Linked DNA regions of Zea mays: region 1 is linked to region 2. A link is a contact called in public Hi-C data. All regions are on one chromosome and are shown on one strand. The core of a region is the stretch at or near the end of the contact, and the rest is flanking DNA. Distances in the headings are between cores, read along the strand shown.

Region 1 (2,731 bases), core at 14-2,513, 42 kb before region 2:
CAGTGAGCTTAACTACAGCTACCTTGGGACTTGGGTTGAGATACCGAGAGCTGAAAAGAAACCATATCACCAAGGACACGTATGACCCCGGCCCTCTCCTGTATTGTTTGTGAGGAAGAGAAAGCCAAGAGGAAACACCAGAGACTCGTGCTCCAATACCTATGCCTCCTAATTGGCCTTTATCCCTCTGAAACGAAGAAGTGCTTACTATTATATGTTTGGTTAAAAAAAGGGGGGGCTTTTTTCCATGAGTTGTCAGAATCACAAAATGAGCTGAAACACTGATCTGACGCTGTTTCATGTTTGGTTTCTTATATATATGCAGTAGAACGCATGAGCCCGACGAGAATTTTCCAGTTTTTTTTTTTTTTAAAAAAAGAACTCTATGGAGATATCACGTGCAATCACAAACTTTATGATGACACCCGAAATCCAGTACAAAAAGCCGAACGAAATTAATGGAAGAAAGAAGCAGAACGAACAGCAGAGGCCGAGTAACAGAGAGAGAGGGAGACAGAGAGAGAGAGAGCTGACCTCCCAGACGATGGAGCAGTCCTGGTTGATGCCTTTCTCGCCGCGCCGCGAGCAGACGGCGGCGAACGTGTCCGAGCCGTCGCCCCACAGGGTGCCCGACGTCCGCAGCACCGCCGGCACGGCGGTCTTGCGGTCGCCTGCGCCGTTCCCTTTCCGGTCCCTGTCCCTGTCCCTGTCCCTCCCCACCGAGAGTGACCGGGCCAGGCCCTGCAGCAGCGACGAGATCTGCCGCATTCTCTGGGACCGCTGCTAGCACAGATTAAAGAGCTCCTTCTCCTGGGCGGCGCGCGACGTGGCTGATGGAGAGCCGGCTCGGGAGTTCAGAGCGCCGGCCGGCTGCCGTGACGAGGGTGGACAGCAGGCCCGGCCATAGAGGACCTCTCTCTCTCTCTCTCGTCCCTTTGGGGTGAAGGGAGGAGCTTGGATTGGATTGGACGGGTAGAACTGGATCGAACAGGAAGAAGAAAAAAAAAGAGACGCTTCCAGACTACCACGCTAGCACGAGACGATCGAACAGCGTGTTCTTGGCAGCTAAGGAGATAGAGGGCCGGGAAAAAAAAGGTGGACCGAGGAAGGAAGAGTATCGGAGAGGGCCTGTGAATTGTGGTTTGAAGCGAGGTGAAAGCTTGGACGGAGCTTTTAAAGGAGATGGAGGAGGAGAGGAGGAGGAAGATGAGGTGGGAGGGAGAGCCGTGGGAGCAGGGGAAGCCGAGTCAACAAGCGCGGTGCCCGTCGCTTGCACAGCAACATTCCCTGGGTCTGGGTTGTGTTGTGTGTTGGGCGGGCACGGACTGGATCACTGGACGGACGGCACAGGCACGCACGCGGCTTCTCCCTCGTGTGTTGACGGACAGGATAGGCCCCTCAGGCTGGCATATCCATTCCTCCGCTTTCTGGTAACGACATGAACGGCCCGTTCTGGAATGTGCTTTTGTTGTAGGGTCTTTTTAAGACGTATGAATAGTGAGATCATAATTTCTATTTTTTTTGGGTTGGTATTCAGCAATTGTAATAAAACATATCCGCGGAAGCGTTGATATGCTTGTTTATCCGTCGCGTCCTGTACGTGCCAACTTATCGGAAAGGAGATAACATTTAATTAGTTATCTAAAGGCAGCGAGAATATTCAAATAGTGTCAGCAATGACCCACAAGAATGCATAGGTACATAGGTGTGTTTGTAAGAATATTCGTAGGATATATATACGAACGGAAACCTGCAATTTTGCACCTGGGTTTACGAACCTCCCTGAAACGCGGGAGCGTACGTACAGGATCGGAAGCCGACGCAGCAGCAGGCTGACATGGGCATGCCACCGCCCCGGCTGAAGAACACCGACCGGCGCTCCTACCACGCGTGGCACGAGGGAGATTCCCCGCGGCGAGCCCGGCCTGGAGGCCACACGAAGCGAGATACTTCTCTGTGCGACTGTGCCCAGCCGGCTCGGCTCGACGACCGGACTGGCCGGGTGCGTTGCTGTTGCGTCAACACCACCTGTTACTACCAGTCTACCACTACGAGCGGCGGTGCTCAATTAGGCGGTCACTCCTTTTCTCCGTTGATGCGACTGACACTGCGTTCACCGGCCGGCACCGGCAGCCGCGCCCGCTTTGATCCTCTCCGATTCGTCGTCGACGGGTGATCGATTCGTCGCCTCGCCTGGCCGCGTGTTGCGCGCGCCGCCCGCCCGATTCGGGCACGAGATCTTTCGCTGACCCCGCGACGACCGATGATGGCGCACATGCATGCAGATGCAGATGCCGATGCCGATGCCGATGCGGCCCTGCCTGCCCCAGCCCAGCTCCGTGTTGCGCGTGGGCATCTCATCTGCTTGCTGCTTGTACCTGTACCTGTACGTGCACGCAACCATCTCTCGTCAAAAGATGCACACACATGTCGCTTCGCATAAACCAATTACTTTAGATTTTAACTATATATATAAGAAAACATTAGAGTATCATTAGATACTTTTTTTTGTTACGATATACTCTCTCCGTTCTTTTTTATTTGTCATGTTTTAGTTTAAAAATAAACTATCCAGCGACAAATATTCGAGAACGGAGATATTATATTCGACAAATATAAGAGCAAACCCCGAATGAGATGATATTCGTCGACAAATATTCAATTTATACATGGACACATAAGCTACAAATCAATCATAAGAGAACTTGAGAAGTAATGCTCCATGATAAAT
Region 2 (2,713 bases), core at 158-2,657:
ATTTTTTTTGCTATTTTTAAAATCCGTTTTATGTTTCCTGGAAACGATTTTCACTCGCAGTTTTATTACGCCGACCGTCAGTGAAAATCGATTTTCACTGGCGGTTCTCAGTTACCCGTATGTAAAAATGATGATTTCTACTGGCTCCTAGCACTGGCGGTTACGAAAAACGCCACTGTAAATAGGTTTACAACCGCCACTATAGAGCTTATGTGTACTAGTGGTATTTGCGTTGATAATTCTTTGACTTCTTCTGGTCGGACTAGAGACTTACCATATGCTGGTATGTCCATGCAAACTGTCATGATGTCACATTTTTCTTTGGATCTTTTGTATGTGTTTTACTCGTCATGCACTCATAGTCATAGATACATTGTTTATTTTCTTTTTCACTCATCTTAACAAGAAACGCTTTTGTGGATATACATCTACCGGTTCTTCTTTCTCTGGTACAGTCTTCGTGAAGTGTTCCTAGCTTCACCTCTGCGCTGACGATAGCACACAACTCCTCGTTAATATTATCACATGGTAGCTTCTTGAATGCAGATTTAACTAATGAGTCACTCTGTGTGCTCTTGCTCTTTGTCTAGATTGTCTATGTGCGCATTAGTGTTTTATGAGGTGTGACGCACAGGTTAAGGGCTCCTTTTACTTGGTGCGTGGTAGATGAAGGGATCCTATGAGGTGGAGGAGTTGAAGGGCTTCTATATGCGGAGAGCCTTGTGGTGAAGGAGCCCTACCTACCTACCTTATTTCAACAAAACTTGAGCTTAGAACGGCTTCTAAAAGATCTCAAACGAAAAATCTGTACGTCTAGTACAAAGATGTATAAATCACATAGTTGTCTCTAATATCTTCTATATAAAATTTATATTCATCTAACTTAATATGAAAAAAGTTATGGCATTTTTATATAAGATAGAAGGAGAGACCACTTTAACGTGTAGATCTACGGCCATGTTAGCAAAACCACTCTGAAATGGTTAAGGGAAAATATATATATGAGCAGCACATAGATCCATCGTCGCTCCAATACTATGCAGCCGCCCTGGTCCAGTGCATGCAGAAACCGGCGGCCTTGCAAGTTGCAGACTGCCTCCCCTTTGAAGGACACCATGACGCGGCAGAGGCCAGAGCGCGGCGGAAGCTCCCAAGAGCACGTGGGTGCGTATAGCTGGGATAAGTGTCCGGTTGTGAGTGACAGGCAGTGGTCCGAGTCATAAAGACGTACGGGCGGCGGCACCGGCGTCGACGAGGGAGGGCAGGCGCGGCGTGTACGCAGCAGCCTGTCGCAATGGCAATGGCAATGGCAATGGCAATGGCAAATTGGCAACGGCAGGTGAACTCCACCAACAACAGACACCACCACACAAGCAGAAACGACAAGGACGCATCATGCATGCAGTGTGCCCTGGACGAGGGTTGAGGAGGCAAGTGGCTGGCTGTATTAGCGGTGTGTGGTGTGGTCCGTGCATGATGCAGCTCGTACTCGTGCATCTTTCGTCTGTGCTGTGCGTACTCCGTCGTTGTAGTAGCCCTGACAGAGAACTAAACAAAGATGCTTAGGGCTACAGCTTTCGGTGCCTACATGTCGGATCATGCATGCTAAGTAGATCGAGTCATGAACTCTCCAAATCAAGTTCGCTGAATAGTATGCATGTACTAGGCCTGAATTCCGAAACCAATATTTTAGCGTGCAATTTGCAGAGAGACTGACATGGATGGGTGCAATAATTTGCAGAGAGTTGGCGCCCACCGATCGATACACGGACAACAATGATCCACATGGTAGTTGCGTCTAACTCGTGATGGATCAACGAAACGAGTCCATTAAAAGCAAGTAATTAAGCAAGTGCTACGCACTACTCGAGTCACTGCACCATTCACCAGCGCATATATATTCCCAATCTCTTCACCACCGAGTACGCTTTCTCCTCGGAAGGCGACAACGTTCCTTCGCCTTTCTGACGGTGCATTCGTCCGTCTGGTGCTTTTCAGGGTCTTTTCTTTTCCCGCCCGGATCCCGGTGCTCTTCCCCTCCTTGAAAAATCTGGGTTCTTTATTTAACTACTGGTGCATTTCATTTGTGCTCTTTATTTTCTCCATATCCAATGATCTCTGATTCTTGTTTGTTTATTCATATCCAGGGGAGTTAGCATGAAGGTTGTAGCTAAGGGGAATATATTGCTACACTTTAGGCCTTCTCTGGTTACTTTAGTATTCACCCTAATCCACATGTATTGAGGTGTAAATTAAACTAATTTACACCCTAATCCACCTCAACACATGTAGATTGAGGTTAATACTAGAGTATCTAAACAAGGCCTTAGTGGTTAGTGCCGCGTAGAATTTTGATGATGTCAAGAGAAAACGTCGAGGTGAAAAAATGTCACTTACTTCACCAAATACAGCATTTCATAAGCAAAAATTTAGGACTTAGAACAATAATTGCACTATGATATGATTATTGTTGCCATGTATAGTAATTCACAGCATTTCTTTTCATCTATGCATAAATAATCCGCAAGGCACACAACTTCTCTGTTCTATTAACTATAACAAATATTCTCTGTCCTAAAATAGTTGACGTCATGGTATTCATGCAGTTCAAACTTTCTCAATTTAACTAGATCGATCTATAAAAGTTATTAGCAACATTTTTTTTTTATCTTCATATAAGTTTGCTATAAAAAATAAATTCAAAGATCTATGT

Evidence for each region. Hi-C and Micro-C count contacts between places; a contact is called where the count stands out from the background.
Region 1: a contact with region 2 is called in a Hi-C map of tassel, with 2.1 times the contacts expected there. The contact joins the promoter of LOC100857041 here to the enhancer-like site in region 2. A contact is called at or near these places in 4 of 25 Hi-C or Micro-C datasets (endosperm, leaf and tassel) and 1 of 3 datasets of contacts at active chromatin or transcription factors (leaf).

The regions. Positions count from the first base shown.
Region 1 is chr6:149,954,090-149,956,820 of Zm-B73-REFERENCE-NAM-5.0, reverse strand. LOC100857041 reads right to left here and starts at 1,263. Exons shown (of 4, transcript NM_001254912.2): 1 at 535-1,263. The coding sequence starts at 768.
Region 2 is chr6:149,911,950-149,914,662 of Zm-B73-REFERENCE-NAM-5.0, reverse strand. No RefSeq gene overlaps it. Among protein-coding and RNA genes, the nearest start is that of LOC100857041, 42 kb to the left of the region's middle. Within about 2 kb of position 1,407, at least 18 of the 20 cell types and tissues checked have an H3K27ac peak or open chromatin away from gene starts, as enhancers often do. A contact at or near this core is called in leaf and tassel, where this site is marked.